5 separate regions of the Mus musculus genome follow, and all the other regions are linked to region 4. The links are chromatin contacts, called in public HiChIP or PLAC-seq and promoter capture Hi-C maps. All regions are on one chromosome and are shown on one strand. Each heading gives the region's core, a stretch centred on a gene start, on an enhancer-like site or on the middle of the called end of the contact. The rest is flanking DNA. Distances are from core to core; before and after follow the strand shown.

Evidence for each region. Promoter capture Hi-C pulls out the DNA fragments that hold promoters and counts their contacts. HiChIP or PLAC-seq counts read pairs in DNA pulled down with a chosen protein or histone mark.
Region 1: a promoter capture Hi-C map of liver shows a contact between it and region 4. The contact joins the promoter of Slc15a5 here to the promoter of Dera in region 4. A contact is called at or near these places in 2 of 39 promoter capture datasets (both in liver), 1 of 484 Hi-C or Micro-C datasets (liver), 1 of 115 datasets of contacts at active chromatin or transcription factors (bone marrow-derived macrophages) and 1 of 9 other capture datasets (embryonic stem cells).
Region 2: a contact with region 4 is called in a promoter capture Hi-C map of second pharyngeal arch cranial neural crest, with 2.3 times the contacts expected there. The contact joins the enhancer-like site here to the promoter of Dera in region 4. A contact is called at or near these places in 1 of 39 promoter capture datasets (second pharyngeal arch cranial neural crest), 2 of 115 datasets of contacts at active chromatin or transcription factors (astrocytes and epiblast stem cells) and 2 of 9 other capture datasets (adipose tissue and embryonic stem cells).
Region 3: an H3K4me3 HiChIP or PLAC-seq map of bone marrow-derived macrophages shows a contact between it and region 4, with 3 times the contacts expected there. The contact joins the enhancer-like site here to the promoter of Dera in region 4. A contact is called at or near these places in 9 of 39 promoter capture datasets (3T3-L1-derived adipocytes, the C10 cell line, embryonic stem cells and 5 more), 1 of 484 Hi-C or Micro-C datasets (bone marrow-derived macrophages), 4 of 115 datasets of contacts at active chromatin or transcription factors (bone marrow-derived macrophages, embryonic stem cells and microglia) and 4 of 9 other capture datasets (adipose tissue, embryonic stem cells, liver and 1 more).
Region 5: an H3K4me3 HiChIP or PLAC-seq map of stem cell-derived neural progenitor cells shows a contact between it and region 4, with 22 read pairs. The contact joins the enhancer-like site here to the promoter of Dera in region 4. A contact is called at or near these places in 5 of 39 promoter capture datasets (embryonic stem cells, frontonasal cranial neural crest, liver and 1 more), 1 of 484 Hi-C or Micro-C datasets (bone marrow-derived macrophages), 7 of 115 datasets of contacts at active chromatin or transcription factors (bone marrow-derived macrophages, embryonic basal ganglia, embryonic stem cells and 4 more) and 3 of 9 other capture datasets (adipose tissue, embryonic stem cells and liver).

The regions. Positions count from the first base shown.
Region 1 is chr6:138,078,511-138,081,210 of GRCm38.p6, forward strand. It overlaps Slc15a5 (solute carrier family 15, member 5), which reads right to left and starts at 1,406. Exons shown (of 9, transcript NM_177787.4): 1 at 1,067-1,406. The coding sequence starts at 1,406.
Region 2 is chr6:137,361,000-137,363,699 of GRCm38.p6, forward strand. The region is part of intron 1 of Ptpro (protein tyrosine phosphatase, receptor type, O); the gene reads left to right. Among named protein-coding and RNA genes, the nearest start is that of Gm52924, 88 kb to the left of the region's middle. Within about 2 kb of position 1,447, at least 17 of the 459 cell types and tissues checked have an H3K27ac peak or open chromatin away from gene starts, as enhancers often do. A contact at or near this core is called in second pharyngeal arch cranial neural crest, where this site is marked.
Region 3 is chr6:137,413,305-137,416,004 of GRCm38.p6, forward strand. Ptpro (protein tyrosine phosphatase, receptor type, O) reads left to right here. Exons shown (of 27, transcript NM_011216.3): 14 at 914-1,046. Among named protein-coding and RNA genes, the nearest start is that of Gm52924, 140 kb to the left of the region's middle. Within about 2 kb of position 1,432, at least 9 of the 459 cell types and tissues checked have an H3K27ac peak or open chromatin away from gene starts, as enhancers often do. A contact at or near this core is called in bone marrow-derived macrophages, where this site is marked.
Region 4 is chr6:137,753,315-137,756,014 of GRCm38.p6, forward strand. It overlaps Dera (deoxyribose-phosphate aldolase (putative)), which reads left to right and starts at 1,263. Exons shown (of 9, transcript NM_172733.1): 1 at 1,263-1,324. The coding sequence starts at 1,294.
Region 5 is chr6:137,436,792-137,439,491 of GRCm38.p6, forward strand. All of the region lies in intron 19 of Ptpro (protein tyrosine phosphatase, receptor type, O), which reads left to right. Among named protein-coding and RNA genes, the nearest start is that of Gm52924, 160 kb to the left of the region's middle. Within about 2 kb of position 1,365, at least 38 of the 459 cell types and tissues checked have an H3K27ac peak or open chromatin away from gene starts, as enhancers often do. A contact at or near this core is called in embryonic basal ganglia, neural tube and stem cell-derived neural progenitor cells, where this site is marked.

The DNA.
Region 1 (2,700 bases), core at 156-2,655, 330 kb after region 4:
CAAGTTGGGTAGGAAAGGATTTATTCAGCTTACACTTCCACACTGCTATTCACCACCAAAGGAAGTCAGGACTCAAGCAGGTCAGGAAGTAGGAGCCGATGCAGAGGCCATGGAGGGATGTTACTCACTGGCTTGCTTCCCCTGGCTTGCTCAGCTTGCTTTCTTATAGAACCCAGGACTATCAGCTTAAGGATGGCACTACCCACAATGGGCCCTCCTGACTTGTTCACTAATTGAGAACATGCCTTACAGCTGGATCTCATGGAGGCATTTCCTCAAGGGTCCCTTTCCTGTGATAACTCCAGCTTGTGTCAAGTTGACACAAAACCAGCCAGTACAGGGACTCTGCCTCAAACAATATGTAAGATAAAAAATCTACAAATCTACTTCTAAAAGCTGTCCTCTCACCTACACACACACACACACACACACACACACACACACACACACACACACACACTCACACTGGTAGATTATCAACCAGCTTGCTCTTTATGCCTCGTCAAGCATTTCCAAGCTTCTGTTCATTGTTCTTTGTATAAACAATCATACTGTCCTGTCTGAATTCACTTATTTTTAAATCATATCACTTGATCTTAAAATCCAGAAAACATATCTTTATATGAACTCTAATTACCATATGATTGATTATAAAAGCCAAACACTTCTTAGTTTATTCTACGTGAACTTCCACAACCTTTTCAGCATATTTCTTCCAGTTGTGAAGCAAATGAATTCCGTGTTTCATAGAGGATCTACCACAAATTTGAGTTAAAGCACAAAGAGGGAGGCAGGGGGCATTGCGAGGTGTATAGGACACTGACATACAAAGATATACTTAGCATAAAATATAGTAATCGCAATGCTCTAAGTATTAAAAATCCTGGAAAACTCAATATACACACCTACTAACAGCCTAAATAATACAAAGAATGAAATAAATTGAAATGACATATCTTATTGTATTTTATGCTAAGGACAGGGTGGGAGCAAAATTAAAAATTCTTAACAAAAATGTATGTATCTCTGTGCCCTCCCCCAAATACTGTCATTAGGGGACACTCACCTAGGAAATGTAGAGATAAGGCTATGTACATCAGTTTGTTCCTTCCGAAGTACTCATCCGCAAGCCATCCCATGAACACAGGGGTAAGGACTGAGGTTCCAATAAAGCCCAAGTTGAGCATGGCTGCCTGGTGGTTGTAGGAGCCAAGCCTCCCTGTGCAAAAGGGGATCATGTTGCAGACGACTTCGAAGAAAGTGAACCTCTCACACAGCTCCACCAGAAGCAAGCAGATTCCAACTCGAAAACATCCATAAGGGCCCACTGTCTTCCACTGCTCAGGGCCACCATGTAAGACTAAGGGTGTTTTTTCATCATTTATGATGAAGTCTGTAATGGGCATGACTGCTTTTCCTAGACTATCACTTATGTGAGTTGCTTGGACCTAGTGTCTTTTTTTTTTAACCCTATTCCTCTAATGGAAAAAAAAAAGACGGCTGCTTAGAATTTCACATCTCCATGCTAGAATTTCTTGAGCTTTTTTGCACATGAATGCTATTTTTTGATGATCTGGAAGCCCAAGAGAGAAGACCTGAGCATTTAAACACTCAAAGCTCAGCACAGCCACATCTGATTTGTTTGTTTCATTACTTAGAGACCAAATTAGACGCTTCATCCAAAATTATATTGAATCACGTGACTCCAGTTGCATACGTAAGGAAGCTCGTCTGCCTCATGCAGATAAAGGTTTAAATATGGAGGCTCAAGAAGCAGTTTTTCAGGGGCATTTGAGCACTAGATCAAGAAATAATTTGAGTCTAATAATTTCTGATATTTTAATTAAAGAAGCCAGAACAGAGCCAAGAGATAAAGCACAGAAGGAAATCTGTTTTGAGGGGGCCGGGTACCTTATCATGATTACATTTCTTGTTATTTTTGGTTGGGATTCTGATAAGAAAGTTAATTAAGAAACAAAAGTGCTAGTACATTCAGGTAACAAGCAGAGTTTACAAGGAAGTAATTTAAACTCACTAATGAAAGGAGAAAATATTGAATAAACTCTGCTTCCTTTAGGTTGACCCCACACTTGTCGAAGAGCCTCTCCAAGGAAATGAGATTCAGAAAGCACCATTTGACTCACTGGCTTGTAATCAGCAGCCAGGAACACAGCAACCAGCTTACATGTGCTTCGGGGAACCTTGAGTTGAGCATTATTCTGACCCTGCAATAGTAGTGAGCATTGCATGCTGGAAAGCAAGAGGGCACCAATCAGGTTCACAAAGGCAGCGATGGATGAGAACGGCTCACCATTTGGGGGTTTAGCTACCTGGAGACAGGAAGACAAGTGGATGGAACGACTGGGTCAGGTAGTAAAATGTTAACAAGCAAGATTTATTTTCATGTTGGAGTATAAAATCAAGGATTGATCAAGGCTGTGGACTTTGGTTCTTATCACTTGTCACATTGGGAAAGAGTGAAATGTTTTGATGTGACCTCTGATTACAGTCTCCATGGACAGGTTGATGTTCTGATCTGCCCAGCTTCTGTCCCTTGCTTGGCTGTAATAGCTACTGTGGGTTGAACATGAATGCCCCCCATGGGCTTACGTGTTGAATACTCAGCACCTGTGGTAAGATTCTACAACCTTTAGGAGTCCGAGCCTCGCTGGAGGAAGTGGATTGTTGGGGCTCTGAGGA
Region 2 (2,700 bases), core at 197-2,696, 390 kb before region 4:
TCTGGAATGGGGCCCCAGTATTTCTTTTTTGTTTGTTTGTTTGTTTTTCGAGACAGGGTTTCTCTGTGTAGCCCTGGCTGCCCTGGAACTCACTTTGTAGACCAGGCTGGCCTCGAACTCAGAAATCCGCCTGCCTCTGCCTTCCAAGTGCTGGGATTAAAGGCGTGCACCTCCATTGCCCGGCTTGTATATTTTCACTTTGGGGTGTCAACTGGTATTAGAGTTGGTTAGGTCTTGTTAGGCAGTCATATTGTCGAGATTTCATGGATGTTACACCTCGGTCATATGTAGAACTCACAATGTCACAATGGCAGACTTCTTGGTCCTCTAACTTAGGATCTTTGCCATCTGTCTTCCATGAGGTTTTCTGAGCCTACCCTGATGTGACCATGTGATGAGGCACAGCAATGACCTGCATGGCAAGATGTCCCTAAAGGTGCCTCGGCAGTAACTAACAGCTGTCCAGCTGGACGAAAGGCCCACTAAGTAGGAGGGAAATCACACCTAGTTCTGGAAACAGCCAACTACCCATGGCCAGTTAGGTCAGGATTCTTAGGTAATAACCTATGACTACTTTACTAAACCAGCACATTTCCTAACTGAATTTTAAATGCTGATCCTGACATCACAGACAAGTGTGGCTCCCACCCCCACCAAAGAAGCTGCTCTTTGCAGCAGGTGAAGTCCATTACTGTCTGAAAGTAAACACTGCGAAAAGGCTTTGACGTACCGCCCTCCGTTCCCTTTAACGCCACATCCCCCACCCGGGAATCCTGGGAACATTTTAAAGAGTCCTAGTGGTGATGGACAGAAGAGACTATAGTCCATCAAAGGTCTCACACACTGCTGTGGATCTAAGCATCTTAAAAGGAAGCCATTAAAGGACAGAACCACAGAATGTCCGTAAGCAAGCACAGAATGTCCCTAAGCAAGCACAGAATGTCCCTAAGCAAGCACAGAATGTCCCTAAGCAAGCACAGAATGTCCCTAAGCAAGCACAGAATGTCCCTAAGCAAGCATGTGGTGGTCTTGGGCAGCAGACTACTCTCTCTCCAGAATTTATTTAACTGATATCATCATTAGAAAGATACATCACGGCTGTAGGGAAGTCTAACTAAACTCGGACTTTCTGACTTAAGAGCTCTGGACTACCATCTTACACGTATCTTCTAGCGACTGAATCAGCATCCTCCCCCAAGCATTTTCACAAGAGGAAGCCGTTTCCAAACTTCACCCAGAAAAGGCGAAATCAGCCTATCAACACCATTCTCCTCTCACGGCACACTGAGCTAGAAGAGAGTCACAGGCCTAGAACTTACCCATGGCCTACTAAGAGCATATGGATTTTATGCCCCCCATCCCCCGCCCCAGGGCTGAGAATCCACCTCCTCCCTCCAATCAATCATCGGCTAAGCACAGTTCCCGGGTTTCCAGATTTCTCAGCGCTGTTAGTATTAACACGGTTTCCATGGTTACCCCACTCAAACAGGTGAGCTCAGGCTGTCACAGTGCTAAGGGCAAAAGAAATGACTTTGTTCATGATGTCACAGAAGCATAGCTCCAGTGAGTGGGTAAAGGGACTGATAGAATTACTGGTTCATATGTTATCCTTAGCATTTGCAGCCTATAAAAATGCAGCTTCTAAAATGTACACAGTCTAAAGAAAAACAGTTAGGAAATACATTAGAAATGTATTAGCAGCAGCAGAGTAAATGTGCCTGCCACCAAGCCTGAGGACCTGAGTCCAATCCCTCTGACCTACAAGGTCAGACTTTTTGCAAGTTCTCTTGTTAGCTCTACTCAAATGCTGTGGCATGCACACACACACACACACACACACACACACACACACACACACACACACACACACACATAATACTCACATTAAGGATCTAGCATCTCTGACTCTTCTTACCTGAGACAACAAAGGCCAAGAGGATGTCCAACCTTTGACATTTTAATATGACATTGTCATCTATAAATACATTGAGCTGAATTAATTCACAGACAACTCAAGGTTGAACACACCTGGGAAGAATTAAAAAGAGAAAAAAGCTAAGGAGCAGATTTGAATTCAACTCTGTTAATCTTCAAAGTTCCTTCTATTTTCGTATCATACTTTCCAGTGATCTGTCAAGCATAAGCTAGAGGAAGCAAGCATGGTCAGGGCTGAGGGAGTTCCCCAACACCTCTGCACGGTTGTGACAGGCAGTACTGGGGAAGCCATTCTTTCTTCGGGTCCTTACAGCCTGAGGACAAAGGCATCATAGTGACAGCTATTTGATAAGCTTTCGTAATGAACATTTTTACATACAATCTTTCTTTTACTCCTTAAAGCAGTCAACAGGCACAAGGATTATTATCTCCAGTTAATACACTGAACTAAAATAATCTGTTTACATCCATAGCACAAGGCTGGGAGTCAGGGACTCTGTGTTTATATTCCTGCTCTGCAATTTATTACCTATGAACATTCAGGGATGTCAAAGGATCTCTGAACTTCATTTTTGTGATTTCTAAAATAACTTGATTTCTTATAACTCATGGATGTGTGTGTGTGTGTGTGTGTGTGTGTGTGTGTGTGTGTGTGTGTGTATCTATGTGTGTGGACAGTTCTACAGCATCCAAACACAATACATAATGAATAGTAACTAAATCCCATTATCCACCGTGCATTAAGAATATCATAAGAAATGACAT
Region 3 (2,700 bases), core at 182-2,681, 340 kb before region 4:
TCACAATACTCTCTCACAGGCATGCCCAGAGGCTAACCTAATCTAAATGACCCCACCCCACCACTATCCCACCATCCCTCATCTCATAGATGACTCCAGGTCCTGCCAGGCTGGTGATCATATTAACCATCACAGGCACATAAATGCACTAAGTGACTACAGGTACAAGGGTTTCTATGGTTACAAGATGATGCTTACTTAGTGTCGCTCACAGCAGCACACAGAGAAATCCACAGACCACTGAAACCTGCATCTGTAGGAGGCTGGCAAGATGAACTTTAAATGGACGTGTGTGCCCTCCTTCAGAAGGGTAAATGGGAGCTGGAAAGATGGCTTTTAGGTTGACAATGCCTGCTGCACTTGTAGAGAACTTAGGTTTGTTTCCCAGAACCTACATAGCTGTTGACAACTGTCTGCAACTCCATTTCCAGGGGAGAGTGTACCGTCTTCTGGTCTCCGCAGGCACTGGGTGCAGGCAGTACCCAGACAGACAGACTGACAAACCTTTGTGCATGCAGTTTTAATGTTTTCCATTTTAAAAAGAATAAATCAGCTTAATATGAATTTATAGCAAAGATGACAACAGATGATTCAAGTGTAAATAGGCAGAGTAGTGTGTAAGCTGCATCACCAGTCATCGCCGTCAGCTGTGACGTCAGCTGTGACATCAGCCGTGACATCATCTTTATGCCCCCATCAACTAGGTACAAGGAAAAAAACACTCAGTAATGAGGGCTGCTTCCATGGGACAGAGTAACATGGAAGGGAATAGAGAAAGGGGGGGAGTTTTTCACTATTAACCTTTTCCATCTTTTAATTATGTTTTTATTCTGAACATAACATTCTTAATATGGAGAATACTTTCACAAACAAGAGGATGGTGTGAAATGTGTTTTATCTTCTCCATCCCCAGGAGCCAGTAGCTGTGTCGTCCCACGTGGTGACCATCTCCAGCCTCCTCCCAGCCACTGCCTACAACTGCAGTGTCACCAGCTTCAGCCACGACACTCCCAGTGTCCCTACATTCATAGCTGTCTCCACAATGGGTAATGATACAGACTGAGGCAATCTGGTCTTTTGAAGTTTCTTCATTATTTTTTTTTTAGTATTTCCTTCTCAATACATATAACTTGCCTTTTTGATGGAGTCAGTCTTCCTTTGAAAATACCCCAAGCTACAGGTTCAGGGAGCCCTTGACTCCTATCTCAAAGTGTGCTTGGCTAGAACATGTGACTTAGAAAAAGATTCGTATTGTCTTCAAGCATTTTTTTAAAAATGATATGTAAATATAGGATAAAAGAGTATGAATTTTAGATTTGGGCTATTTAGGTTCTTCCTATGTTCATGTTAATGGGTATAATCTTCTTGCCTGCATGGATGTCTGTGCACCGTGTACATGCCTGCTGCCATCCACCAGAGGGCAGAAGAGAGTATCAGATCCCCGGAACTGGAGCGAGATGGTAGCGAGCAAGCATGTGGGTGCTGAGAAACAAACCTGTACTTGGTGCAAAAAGCAGTTAGTGTTTTTAACCGCTGAATCGTCTCTCCAGCTTTAGCTTAATGTTCTTTAGAAAATTAGAAGTAAAAATACAGAAAGCCCTAAAAGTGTACACCAGACACAAAGGGCATCCGCCAAGAGAAATCACCAAGGTGATCCTTAGACTCCTCAACAGGGGTAGACACAGTCCTGACCAATGCACTCTCATCTGTACAGGCCCTTGGCTGGCCGTGGTCCAATAGCAGTTACCATTTCTACTTAAAATCAAAGCAAGAAAGCCGCTACTTCAGCCGTGCTAAAAGGCAAATGGGTGATTACTGTGGGGTCTGGAACAGGGCTTCTTGTTCCTTTCCTGTGGTATAGCGTGTTCATTGTTTGCAGCAGGAATTCTAGACCCTTTGTGAAGACCCTGTGCAGACAGCCACTCTCAGGAATGCTGTGTCCCTTTAAATGGATTTGCCTTTGTGTCTGCAAACCAGCTGCAGGCTTATGGCTGATACACTGAGGAGTAGTGCCAGCTCTGCTTTGTTTTGCTTTTGGCCTTTCTGTTGACTTTTCCTTTGTTAGAAAAAAAGACAGAAGTACACGTGGGCAATGTTTAACACTCCTTCATCTTACAACTCAGGACCCTTTCCTCCAGGGTTTTTGTTGGAGTGTTCTTATTTGCTTGTTTGGATGGTTTGGTTTGGTTTTTGATGAAGAGTAAAGTTGAGTTATGCTCTAACTACATAGTCCTGGCTAGCCTGGATCTCGTAGGAATCCCCCTGCATCATTCCTTCTGGAACTCATAGGGATCCTTCTGCATCATTCCTTCCCAAACTCACAGGGATCCTCCTGACTCATTCCTTCTTTCAAAAGCTGGAGCTAAAGTCGTTTGCCACCATGGGTGGCTTCTGTGACACTTTTTAAAATGCACTTTAATGCCTATGAATTCTTGTCTGTACCCTGGAAAACAAGAGCAACAGGTGACTTTTTTTGGTCCAGTTTACTTACAAGTGTAAACAAATAAGCTTGGGAGGTAAATATGGCTCCCCATGGAGCTGATGGCCTGTTCTTCTTTCTTCCCAGCACTCAGCCACAAACCTGAGTAGAGGTGACATATAGCAAGTACTTAAGGCCTTAAGGATTGGCTCTGTGGGGTTTTGAGATGGGTTAACAAGTAGCTCAGGCTAACTTCAAACTCACCATATAGTCCAAACATC
Region 4 (2,700 bases), core at 13-2,512:
TGGCTCACCCCCTAGACTGTGAACCTGGAGTAATTCAGAGAAACCAGGCTGAGAAAAATCATCACTGAATCTCAACTTTAGAAAGCAAAGAAATTGTCGCGATCCTTTCTTACAGATAAGGAAAATGAAGTTCACAAAGGCCAGTAGTGTGTCCTAGGTTACATGCTCAATTATTCACAGAACTAAGGCCAGTAGTGTGTCCTAGGTTACATACTCAATTATTCACAGAACTAAGTTAAAAAAATTCTTTTCAGGCCTGAAGAGGGAACTGAGCAGTTGAGAGTGCTTGCGCTTCTTAACACTTAAGTATGGTTCCCAGCTCCTGACTAACTCTTGGTCCAGAGTGGCCTGGCCTGGCCTTTGCACATACCTGAACACATGTGCTATGCACACATATGTGTGTAGACACAAAAATGAAAATACTATATTTTCTAAATGAAAGAAGCTGGACCTTTTATTGAATGTAGCATCTGCCTGTAATCCCAGCAATGGGGATCTGGGGTCTGGGGCAGGAGATTCAACACAGCAACCTCTTGTCCAACCGTGATTACAAAGCAAACTGTCTTAAAAACAAAACGAAAGGGCTGGAGAGATGCTCAGCGGTAAGAGCACTGACTGCTCTTCCAGAAATCCTACGTTCAATTCTCAGCAACCACATGGTGGCTCACAACCATCTGTAATGGCGATCTAATGCCCTCTTTTGGTGTGTCTGAAGACAGCTACAGTGTACTCATATACATAAAATAAATCTTAAAAAAAAAAAAAACAAAAATAAGAAACCGAGTCTTCCTAAGCTTATGTCCTAGCTGCTCTTTCACTGAGTCCAGACTAGAAATTACAGCGCGTTCTAGCTCCTAGACTACCTTGGCTGTCCCCTGAGGGCTCTGGAACACTACCCACAATTCGGGTCCAAGACTACATTGCTCCGCTCATGCAAGAAAGAATCCAGTCCTGCCACTCACATGATCCTACAGCTAAAGTTCCTAAGTCTGATTCTGTCTAGTTCAATTGGCCATGTAAGCATTTAAAAATGGTCTGGGAGACTTCTGGAGCTGGGGAATGCTCAAGTCACAGGCCTGACCTGGAAAGACAGGGAACAGGTAGGGTGATGACCTGGCTGGGCTCCAAGCCCAGGAGCTGGAGAAAAGTTTAAGTGGTACAGGACCGAAGAGGCGTGGCTTTGGTAGGGCGTTGCAAAAGGGGCGTGGCTCTGGGCGGGGACTTGACAGGAAGGAGGAAGGCCAGGCCCGTGTGGCGACCTGGAGCAAGGGTTGGCTTTCAGCGGTGGCCACAATGGCTGCTCACTGCCGGGGCACAGAGCTCGGTAAGGGCCAGCGGGTTGCGCTCCCCTTCGCCAGGTTGGGGGTGGGGGTGCCCAGGGCGATCCCCGGAGGGCGGAGACCTGAACTGAGGCAGAACTCGGGGACAGCCCTGTCGCCAGGCTCTATGCAGTCTTAACCCTTTAAGCGGAAGCAAGGAAGGGTTAATTAGATCTTTGCACTATGTAGCTCTGTGGTCGCAGTAAACCAACCCGAGTGAAAAGCCTGCCGGGTACTTGTGTGCCATTCATTTACTGCCGGACTCACGTAGCCATTCCCAAAGTTGGCTGTGCTGGTGGTCATCGCCGTCTGCTAAAAATGATTTTAAATGCTTAGACAAAATGTTCTTTTTAAAACTATTTTTCACCTTATTGATACTAGTTCAGATATTTCTGGGAAAAAAAATTAAAAGTCTGTAATTCAAACGTAGCAAAAACGTGACTGAGCCAAATGTCAATGACTTAACTTTGCATAATAGATTGTTTGCTTTGTATCCTGGACCCTCTTAGGTGTGTGATTTTGGGTAAATTACTCACTCTGTGCTTATATACCGGCATCTGTAAAGTAGTTATTTATTAGGAAGCTACTTCTGTCTGAAGGTGGTTTGGATAGTGTGAGGAGGGGATACTTGGAGCCGCTGGTATATTTCTCTGCACTTAGTGTTGAATAAGCAACGATAATGAGCGCACTAAGTTCTTTTCATAGGGACTGATTTTGAGTGGCTGTGAGTGATACACAGGGTTACTCTTTTCAGAAGGGACTTGCCAGTCTAGACTTTAGAAGTGTTTAGAATTGCATGCTTGACAGGTAGTCTCTGTACCAGGTTAATGGCACTTTAGTCCCTCTCTCCAACAGAGCCTTACACTTTATCCCTGCAGTGTAAACTTTAGCAGTGACCCTGGAAGATGGACTAAGGGCTGAAGATGAAGCTAGTCTGCATCTTTGTACAAGGTCGAGGATGTAACATAATTCCCCCCCCCCCCCAACAGCTCTTTTAAAGTTTCAAATTTTCCTTTCAGGAGATGCAATTAAGCCAATTTTACTCCCCCCCCCCCCCCCCGCCCCCAGCCCCTAGGTTTCTCTGTGTAGCTCTACACTGTCCTGGAACTCACTCTATAGACCAGGCTGGCCTGGAACTCAGAAATCCACCTGCCTCTGCCTCCCAAGTGCTGGGATTAAAGGCGTACGCCACCACTGTCCGGCCATTTTTACTTTCTTAAAGTGTAAGTCCTGGGCTGGGTGCTATTGCACACACCTGTAACCCCAGCATCAGTTGTGTGTCAGGTTAGCCTGGACTATATAGAAAGAGCTTTCTTAAAAAGCCATCAAAACACTACCTTTCCCGTGTTGCAAAGTAACAGTGTAGACATTAACAGCTGCT
Region 5 (2,700 bases), core at 115-2,614, 320 kb before region 4:
CAATTCTATTGTGCCATTAGCTTGCTGCAGATGGGCCCTCTGCTCTCCCCCACCCCCTTACCCCCGCCCCTTTGTCTTCCCTGTGGACACGGGATCTATTGGCCCGAATGCCTTGCGTCTAACGCCCAGTCTGTTCCAAGGTCAGTGCTAAGTACCACAATCTGCTGATGGTGTTGCTAGCTCTAAAATCCTATGCTTGCCTTACAGGCTGACTGTGTTCTTCCAATCCATGGAAGGCCTTGCCTCGTTGACAGTATTTAAGGATGAGGCCCTTTGGAGGTAATTAAGATGCACAGAGTAAAGGAGCTGGGATTCTAGTGGTGAGGTTAATGCCTTAATATAAGAGAAACTAGTGAGTTTGCCATCTTCTTCTTCCCCTGAGCTTCACGTTGATAAGACATGGGAACACACAGAGCTGACAGCTGCTTACAAGCCAAAGATTAACAAGGAAATCTACATTGTTGGCAACTTGGTTTGGGGCTTTTCAGCCCCCATGACTATGAAAAATAATAGCATCTTTTGATTAAAACCTCAACTCTGTGATGTTTAGTTGTGGCAGTACACACACACACACAAACACAGAGGCATATACACATACACAGTGCATGTTTTTACTTTCTTTCTCTGGAGTTGGGTGCTTCAACTGTCTCTGGCCCAATATAGATGGCCACTGGGCTTGGTGACTCTGTTAGGCTCTAGGAAGTCATTACAGTGCTCTTGGCTTGAAACAATAGATCTGTGCTCTCCAAGTTCAGATTCAGGAGCTGAACACGCTCCCTTTGGAGCCTCCGGGGAGAGCACTTGTGTACCTTGCTCAGTTTTGGGTGGCCCCAAGTGTCCCTCCACTGGCAGCTACATCAAGCCAGACTCTAACCAGTCTCTACATGGCTTCTCCTCTGGCAATCCATACAGAGTGACTTATCCCCACAGACTTTTACAAAAGGTCCACATTCATAGGTTGTGACATGGACACAGCTCCTTGGAGAACACCATTCAACCCATGGGGACGTCTCCAGTAAATAAAAAACATGATTGATTATATCCGAAGCAAAATGGGCAAACAGAAACTGGAAAATGATTTATGTGGCTTCAGCCCGTCACCCCTACACTTTATTGTAATGAAGATTTAAGCCTCTGCGGTGTCTCTATGGCTCGAGGGAAACTCCCTGCAGAGTGACCTGAGCTGAGACCTTGTTTGGTTTTCCATTGGGTGACAAGCTAAATTACAAAGCCTGCAGAGTTGCTCGCTTGTACACCCAGCTTCGGGCCGGCTCAGGCTCCGCTGCAGTTCTACTTGGCTAATTTACATTTACAGTGTTCAGCCAATTAAGCAGCTCTTACCAACTTAGGGCATTTTCAACTGGGACCGCAGCACTGAATTTCAGGTCTCTTAGAGAGTCAGTGTCCACGTGCTCAGCCCGCTCTCCAGCTCTGGGTTTGTTTCCAAGGTTTCTTTTGTATCCGAGGCCTTTCCGAGTTGCTTTTTAGTCTGTGTCCAAATTGTTGGCGGAAAGCTGAGGAGAGTTGTGACTCTGTCCACACAAAGGCGAAGAAAGGAGTCATTATAGACCCAGGTCAGGCAAAGCAAAAACAAACACAACCACACCACCTTTGAATGCTTCACAGTTGGTGTTCACGGGGCAATGTTTGCCTTTGTTGAGTTTAATAATTCTATTTGCTAGTACACAAGCCAGCAAAGGATGGGAAAGTTGTAAGATTTGTCTGAGGATGGCTAAACTTACATTGACGATTTTTGAGCTGCTTTCAAAAAACCGATTCTTTATAAGTGGCACACACAACTAAGGAAGATATTTTGAAAAATAATCTCTTTTGGACAAATTATCCTTTATGGTTCTTTCTAAAGAAACTCCACTTGTAAAATATCTTAATCAATGGAAGAAAAAAAAACCCATAATTTAAATAAGCTCATGATTACTCTAATTAACCTTAAAAAATAATGCTGATTTGGGTTAAGTTTTGCAAAACTAGAGATTGTGTGTGTGTGTGTGTGTGTGTGTGTGTGTGTGTGTGTGTGTGTGTGTCTGTGTTTATCTCACAAGAGTAATATAGCAAGCCATTGGAAAACCTTGATGAGAAACTTGTGCAATTACAATGGCAGTTTTCTGCTTTATAAGGACACTAGTGCAAAGGTTTTTTTTTTTTTATCTGAAATGGGGAAAAATTTAAATTTGTACTGAGGCACCTACTTGCCAGTTCATCTTCAAGAACGGCTGACTACCTCGTAGCCCAAACAGTGTAAGATTCTATAATCTTGAGAAGCAAAAACTGATGAAGCATCAACAAGAAAGAAACAGTTGGGCCACTGAGGTTGCTCCATCCAGGCTGATGGCAACTGTGCAGGCCAGTATCGGGTGACAGCAAGTATCTCCAACTTGAAAGAGGCCCAGGACCGAAAGCTGGATTCCCAGAGCATGGGCTCTGTGAAGAATGCTTGAATCAAGACACACAGGATGAGAGGGCCGCTCTTCTCAATCAACGTCTCTTCCCTTAAATGTCTCTTCCCTTTAAAATCTTTCAGAGATCCACAGATTCCTCTTCCAGAGTAGTCCTCTAGCTCCGAATTCCTTAAAGGAACCATTGAGAAGAGACTTGAAGTGTGACACTTGGGTGCTTTGCTGCATCCTTTGGGGCTTGGAACAGATTACCTTGAGTAAAGTTCGAGAACTTCAGAGTTCAGAT